Regions from separate parts of the Mus musculus genome. Here region 2 is linked to region 1. A link is a contact called in public promoter capture Hi-C data. All regions are on one chromosome and are shown on one strand. Each heading gives the region's core, a stretch centred on a gene start, on an enhancer-like site or on the middle of the called end of the contact. The rest is flanking DNA. Distances are from core to core; before and after follow the strand shown. Region 1 holds the start of Rab36 (RAB36, member RAS oncogene family). Region 2 holds the start of Ddt (D-dopachrome tautomerase).

Region 1 (4,115 bases), core at 996-3,495:
AAATTAATATTAGTCTGTAAAACAGATTGGAGCTTTTAAGCAAAAAGCAAAGGTAGACTAACAATGGAGAAAGCCCTGTGTATATATTCTCTCTCATATCTTCCCCCCTCCCCACCCCCACAGTGCTAGGGATAAAACTCACAGTTTTTTACCTACTAAAGCAGTGCTTTCCCACTAAGTTACATTCCCACCCTATGGAGAGAGCTAATAAGAATAATAAGGAATGTCCTGACTTGGGAAGCTTACACTTACCATGAGCTGTGCTTAGAGGTTTTACCTTCGTGCATCATCAGCTCCTAGCGCTTGGGTGAGCATAGGTCACAGCTATGACAGCATCGGGTTTTACACGGAGGACTGCGTGACTTACAGTCTCCATGCCATACAGCTGCTACCTGTTGCTACTACTAGCCTACTTTAGAAGAACTCAACACCCAGTCTTTTAGCTTCTTAGAAATTAGATTGAGCTGGAGAGGTGGCTCAGCCGTTAAGAGTACTGGCTGCTCTTCCAGAGGTCCTGAGTTCAATTCCCAGCAACCACATGGTGGCTCACAACCATCTGTAACAAGAACTGATGCCCTATTCTGGTGTGTCTGAAGACAGCTGCAGTCTACTTATATATAATAAATAAATAAGTTAAAAAAATAATAAATTAGATCAACCTCTGCAGCTCACTTGTTTGACTTCTGGGCATGAAGGCATAAATTAGCCAAGCTGGCTAAGGCTGAGGTGTTACATCAGCAAAGAAGACAAGAAGGGCTGGGAACAGCGGTACATTCCTGTCACCCCAGCATTTCAGAGAGGGAGGCGGGAGGATTGGAACTTTAAGGCTCATCTGGAATACATAGTGAACTCCAGGTGCTTCTGGGATAGTAGAGATCTTTTATCAAAGCTATCCAGACCCAAACAAAACAAAACAAAACAAAACAACAAAGGTGTTCTAATGACTGTACCTTAGGGAAGCTGGTGATGATGCGGTCCTGGCTCACAGGGGGCCCCAAAGGGGTCCAAGAGGACCTCATTCTTCCAGTGTTCTGCAGACTCAATCAGTGGGGTAAAGAGTATTACATAAAACATGCAAGACGTAGTTTCTGCATTATGGCCCAGTCGGTCGGACTAGAACAGATTATGCTAGGTGTCACATGATCAAACAGAATTCTGAATGGGCTAGTTTTCCAACAAAACAAGAGATCTTTGGGACTTCTGTGGGAAGTCAAGGGGACCAGTCAACCTGAGCTGGCATGAATTATCCTCCAATTGAAGTAACTTTGAAATAACCAATTTGCTTTTTACTATTTTTACTCTCCTTCCTTTTTCTGTCTATAAAATCAAACTCCTACCCACGTGCAGTCGTGATACGGGTCTATACAGTCAGCACTTGGGAAGCAGAGGCAGGAGGGTGATGGGTTCCGGAGTCCTTCCATGACACACTGAGAGCCTGTCACACCAAGAGACTCAAACGGAGCCAAGCAAAACAAGACAACACTCAAGTTTATTTCACAGGATGAAGTGTTGCCCAATTCTACATTCACAGAGTCAATTAGGGCAAAAATTGTTATATTTGTCTTTTAACAAGACCCAGGAAGCCATACAAGTTCTCAAAATGCACCTGTGACTTAAAACATATCTGGGTCTCCATCCCTACCACCATTGTTAGGCAGAGGCCATTCACGCTGTAGGCAGCACAGTGGAGGAAGGGCAGCCCATACCCCATCTTGCCGAGTCGGGAGGTGACCCCATGCCTAGGAAGAGGGGCTCCTTCTTTGCATTCACTTCCTTGGCATGTGGGAGGTATTAAAAAAACAAACAATCCAAAAACCAAACCAAACATACAAAACCCAATCCTGGCTATGGAATAGAGTAGGGAGGGGTCCCTTGCCCTTAGTCTGTTGGAGTCTCTGAGTGAATTTAGGTTCTAGCCACTTTCCCTGCCCTACATCACCCAGAATCTACCCCACCACCACTCCTAAATCTGCTGTCCTCTTCTGACCTGGCTCCTGCAGAGGCCTGGCCCAGGATGGACGCTCACTGAGGAAGACCAGGCCTGCAGGCCACACTCAGGCTTGGGGGTAGGTGGAGGGCAGGGGGCTTGACAGCCTCAGGACCATAACCTCCAGGACGCGTCTGCAGCCGGGAGGGTGAGAGGACTCACCAAGCTGCAAAGACCAGGTTCCGGCGCGCAGGCCGCTGCAAATCACCACAGCAACAGTGGCCTCGCGGGACTGGCTCGTAGCTCCCGAATCCCGACGTCGGGGGCGGGGTCTGGACCCTCCTCCAGTCCTCCGATAACGCTGGCACGAGGCCCTCGCGGAGTCATCACCATAGCAACGAGAGCCTCCCGGGACCTCGAGCTTTGCACTGCTTGCTCAGAGACTTCCGGACTCCACTGCAGCGCCCCGGGCTCACCATGACAACCAAAGCGTAGATGAGCAGGCGGGGCCAGAGCGTGCGGTTGGCTCAAGGTTCACTCTTGCTACTTTGGTGGGTCGGGTCGTGACGGCCTCCCGAGAAGGAGTTATGATATGGCACTGAAGCCCTGCATCTTCCCTGCTGCAAGGGAAGGACACGCCTCACGCCTACCATCTGCCTTACTGCATCCGTTTGAATTTAATGCTTTTTGGAAATCGTGCCTGGCTTCTGGAGTGCAGGCTGAAAAATTAATTTCCTCGGTTAATGGATGTTTAAAAAGCGACTCAAGTTACTGTGCTCCTTCCAGCTAGTTTCTGTTGAAAAGCAAGGTGTGGAGGATAGGATGTATTCCAGAGGCCTTATAACTCTTATCAGAACTCTTACCAAAATTGAAAAGTTCAGGTTTCCCAACTCTGTTCTCTCTCTCTCTCTCTCTCTCTCTCTCTCTCTCTCTCTCTCTCTCTCTCTCCCTCCCTCCCTCCCTCCCTCCCTCTCTCTCTCTGACAAGAAAACTAAAAGCCTCATTCAAAAAGATTTGCCTAGCGAGTTAGAAATAGAATTGAACCCAGATTTTCTGACTCCCAGCCCAGGGGGTATTCACACTTTCTTAAAATAAAACTAGGGCAGTGTGGGCTAGAGAGGCCCTTTGTGAAGGACAGCGGCAGGTAGATTTCTAAGTGTGGTACTGGATCCTTGGTAGATCTATTTCAATTGTCTTTAATGCAACAGGAAGTATTCTTATGCCTTTGCTTGAGACCTTTGTTGAATGATTTGATTTCTTTCTGTACTTTATGTATATGGGTACTTTTGTCTGCATGTACATCTGTACAGAAGACGGCATCAGACAGTTGTAAGCTGTGCTGCCATGTGGGTGCTGGGAATTTAACTCAGTATCTTCAGAAGAGCAGTAAGTGCTCTTACTCACTGAGCTATCTCTCACCACCACCATCACACACACACACACACATTGGAAACAGGGTTTTTCTGTATAACAAACCTGGCTGTCCTAGAACTCTCTCTGTAGACCAGACTGGCCTTGAACTCAGAGATTCTGAGATCTGTCTGTTTCAGCCTGCCAAGTGCTCTGATTAAAGGCTTATGCCACCACGGCCTGGCAAGTGGTTCCACTTCTAAGGCCTCAAGTTTAAAGGGTCCTATATCTCCAAAGCTCAGGTTACTCAGCTTTTAAAGGGCCCCGATAAGGTTAAGGGTTTCTTGTGAGGATGCTGCTGCTGGAGACTTGAGTTCTTGTAGCACAGAAGTAATAGAGAGGAGACCGGGGTGTGTGCAGGATCGGCAGGCAAGGCTTTTTATGGCTAAGGAGTGGGGATGGGGCAGGACTGGTAGACCCGTTTTTCTCCTGGAACAAAATGAGAAACAGGCCTATGTTGATTTGCCAGGGTGGGTTAGACACAGATGATGGTCGCCATGCTGACAGAGCTCCCCTGTAGTCTTTTTAAAAACTGCTTGTAGCAAGCCCTCGTGTAGTCTAGGCAGACCCCAAATTTTCCATGATAGTGGCTGTGAACTCCTGATCCTGTTGCCTCCTTCCCCCATGTGATAGAATAATGGGCGTGTACCATTTGCCTATGTCTTCCTGGACTTTAAGGACATGAGGTGGGGGTGGTAACTTTGGGACTCTGGGTGTTTATTTTATAGCAGCTACTGAAAGATTAGCTCCAAAAAGATCAATCCCCCATGCAGGGACA
Region 2 (3,867 bases), core at 1,212-3,711, 740 kb before region 1:
GGAGAGTCCTGGGAGGGAGCCGATAGCCTTGCTCTGGCTGCCTTTTCTGGCTCTGGGGCCCTGGATAAGTCACTCCTCCCTTGGCGCCTTCACCTTCCTCATCTCTAAAGTGAATTTTAAACTGTTTTATTAGCATATGTCAATTGCACATAGTAATGGGTGTCATTATGATACTTTCATACATGTACATAATGTATTTTGATAATTTCTTGTCCCCTTCTACTGCTTTGTCTCCTTCCCACTAACTTCTCTTCTACTGTGTGTGTGTGTGTGTGTGTGTGTGTGTGTGTCTGTGTCTGTGTCTGTGTCTGTGTCTCTTTGTGTGTGTGTCTTACAGGACAATGGGTGAGGATTTGTTTTCAGGAGCATGGACACCTTACCAAGTGGCCATTGAAGAAATCGTCCCTTCCTCCTAACCATCATCCTCAGAGAGGGGATGAGACGCTCATGTGTCCTTCATCCTTCCAGGACAGGATGCTAATGGGCCCAATAATATTTAAATGCCACGCCTTTCCATACCTGGAAGCCAGGGTTCCCACAGGTTCCCTTCCCTTTTATTCAGGCTTGTATATTCTTTGTCTTCTCCAGTATGTCCTAAGTCTTGGGAGGTAGTGACATAAAATGCCCAATTTATGACTGAGCTTCGAACAGTCACTTATTCATATCATTACAAAGTAAATTCTCATAAATCCTTTCTATAGGGGTATCAAGAGGCACTTCACACATGGTGGGGGAAGGGACAACATAGTGGGGGAAATACTGGCAGGCATGCTGCCTGTAGATTGTGGAACTTATCCCCTCTACCTGACTCCTTCTCCCCACAGCCTGTCAGTGCTGGCTGCAAAATCTTTGAGAGCCGACCCAAACTGGCTGCCTGGCGTCAGAGAGTAGAAGCCGAAGTGGGGGAGAGCCTCTTCCAGGAGGCCCATGAAGTTGTCCTGAAGGCCAAGGATATGCCTCCCTTGATGGACCCTGCCTTGAAAGAGAAGCTGAAGCTCTCTGTGCAGTGTTTGTTACACTGAGGGAATAGCTCGAACTGGGAGACAGACGGTCAAGGGAAACTCGGGGCCGTGCAAGCGAAGAGATGAGGCTGTCTGGCTCTTTGGCTGTCACTAGGACATAGGGTCTCTGGTCCGCAATTTCCTCTCTGCATCACCTGTGTTCCCTCTGTGTCCCCACCTGGCTTGTGCTGTAACATCAGTTCTTATCTGACTTCTGGAGAGAGCTCCAGGAAAATACTTGGGAGAAACGTATCTGGCCATATTCCTTTTCTTTGAAACTTTACAAACCATTGAACCTTCCCCCATCCTCCAAGCCATATTTGTATATACATGTATATACACATATACATATAATTGATATCTGGTACCACGTGACCCTCTGTGCTCCTCAACCCTGGTGCCTCCCTTCCTCAGTTTTGGCATGCAGGATCTATGATCTCTCAGTTGAATACATGCAAGAGACGGGGATTGACTAGTGAAAGACCTTTGTCCTCTGCGTCTTTGCTTCCTGCCATAGGTGGGGTGCAGGGCTGGTTCCTTTGTGGGAGTGGAAGTTGCTTGGTATGTCCTGACTTTCCAAATTCTTGTCCCAAGCATTCTAACCCTGACTGCTGCCTTCTACCTGTCTCCGGCTCCAAACTGTCAAGCTACTTAATCTTGTGCCATAAGACGTCTTTTATGTGCCTTACCTAATAAATACATTGTTAACAGAAGAGTAATGGTTTTGCTTCTGGATCCTTTAGTATGCACACTTTCCTATGTGTAATTGGACAGATTGCTTTTTTCGGTTTGTGTGTGTGTGACAGTTTCTCTGTGTAGCTCTGGCTGTCCTGGAACTCAGTCTGTAGACCAGGCTGGCCTAGAACTCAAGAGATCTGCCTACCTCTGCCTCCAGAGTTCTGGTTTTAAAGGCTTGCACCACAACCACCCGGCCAGATTGGTTTGTTTTAAGTAGTTCTACCACTCTCTAATGGACAATGATTTATCCCTGACAGAAGAGTTTACAAACTCAGGTATCTTAGGGACCAGAGAGAGATGCCCTTGTCCTAGGGTCTTGCCTAAGCACACCTCACGTGCTATTTGGTCTCAAGATTGTTCAAAAGAAGTGCGGTTCCCGTACTGAGTTTGAAATGATCACAATCATTTAAGAAACTTTAAGCCTTTAAGTCTCCTATAGAAATGTATGCCTTGTGGGCAACTAGCTGGGACGCTCAGAGGGAAAAACAGAGCCACCTGCCGACTGGGAGGGCCAAAGGTAGTGAACCTGGGACCAGTAATTTGGAGCCGGCACACGTGACAGCGGAAGAGGCGTATCTCTGATAGCCAATCTAGAAGGGCCGAGTCTGCCTGGCCAATGAGAAACAGAGCTGTGCTCTCCCTCCCCGGCCCCGCCTCCCTGGCCCCGCCTCCTCCCCGCCCCTCCCCGCGCTCCTTTTCTGGAACCTCTACTGGCTCCCACAGCTCACCCGGTGCAGTTACCGTTTGGCGATCCCACTCTTCTCCCGCTAACATGCCATTCGTTGAGTTGGAAACAAACTTGCCGGCTAGCCGCATACCCGCGGGGCTGGAGAACCGGCTGTGTGCGGCCACAGCCACCATCCTGGACAAACCCGAAGACGTGAGTGAGGGTCGGCGAGAACTTGTGGGCTAGGGTCGGACCTCCCAATGACCCGTTCCCATCCCCAGGGACCCCACTCCCCTGGTAACCTCTGACCTTCCGTGTCCTATCCTCCCTTCCTAGATCCCTTCCTGGTTGTCTTTCCCAGGCGTGACCCTGACGTGACTGACTCCCAAGGATCCTGGGCAGTGTCCCAGACCCGGAGCCCTCGGACCCCCACGTTAAGAATTTGGCGCGCCCCCTTCTGAACACCAGCCATGCCCTGCCCAAGCTTCAGGATTTAACTTTTGTGTTCCTTGCAGCGCGTGAGCGTTACGATACGACCTGGCATGACCCTGTTGATGAACAAATCCACAGAGCCTTGTGCTCACCTTCTGGTCTCTTCCATCGGGGTTGTGGGCACCGCGGAGCAGAACCGCACTCACAGCGCCAGCTTCTTCAAGTTCCTCACCGAGGAGCTGTCCCTGGACCAGGACCGGTATGCAGGGCCAGTGAGGGAACGTATTTGTGCGTCTGGAGTCAGGACTCAGTCTCTCTGTATGAGGTTGGGGGGGGGGGGGGTGTCACTATTTGCTGGTTCCAGAAAGCACTCAGTGTCCTTGTCCACGAAGGTGGACTCCTCAGGCACTGGAATGGTGGGTCTGTGATCAGAATGTTAGCAAGATTTCAATTCCTTCGACTCTCTACAGCCCCGAGAAAGGATGGTTTGGGAAGCCCCAGTGTAGTCTTGTGTGTACTGAGAATCTACTTAGGCACCCTCTTAACCACTGTGATAGTGGCCTCCTCACCGTCACTGAACCAGGGGGTCTGGTTTTTTAAGGGAGAACTTTTCCAGGCTGGTCCGAGGGAATCTGGTTGTGTCCTGAGGCAGATAACCTTTGAACTAGATAAGGCTCCGGGAGAGTTGCTGGATGATAAAAAGACCTCCCCCACAAGGTGACCCTCCCCTCCCCCCTCCCCATCCTTACATTCTGAGGCAGAGTTAGAGTCTCATATTCCTGAGGCTGGAGCGGGCCTGTGAAGAACTACGGAGATAAGTTTGAAAGAGCCTTCCAAAATGGAGTCCTAGTGGGCTCAGGAAAGTTGGTAATGGCTGCTTTTGTTGGATGCTCAAATGCTGTCCTTTAGTTGAGGGGACAATACTTCTTAACGGTAATGCTCGTGCACACAGCACAGGGCAGATTTGGTAGCTTCCTGACATAGATAACTGTATTGGGCCAGTTTTACAGATGGAAACCTGAGGGTGTC

The links. Promoter capture Hi-C pulls out the DNA fragments that hold promoters and counts their contacts.
Region 2: a promoter capture Hi-C map of pre-B cells shows a contact between it and region 1, with 2.5 times the contacts expected there. The contact joins the promoter of Ddt here to the promoter of Rab36 in region 1. A contact is called at or near these places in 2 of 39 promoter capture datasets (cranial neural crest and pre-B cells).

Annotation. Positions count from the first base shown.
Region 1 is chr10:75,035,356-75,039,470 of GRCm38.p6, reverse strand. It overlaps Rab36 (RAB36, member RAS oncogene family), which reads right to left and starts at 2,245. Exons shown (of 10, transcript NM_001359272.1): 1 at 951-2,245. The coding sequence starts at 1,019.
Region 2 is chr10:75,771,968-75,775,834 of GRCm38.p6, reverse strand. It overlaps Ddt (D-dopachrome tautomerase), which reads left to right and starts at 2,461. Exons shown (of 3, transcript NM_010027.1): 1 at 2,461-2,619; 2 at 2,922-3,097. The coding sequence starts at 2,512. Gstt3 (glutathione S-transferase, theta 3) reads left to right here. Exons shown (of 5, transcript NM_133994.3): 5 at 825-1,713. The coding sequence ends at 1,022.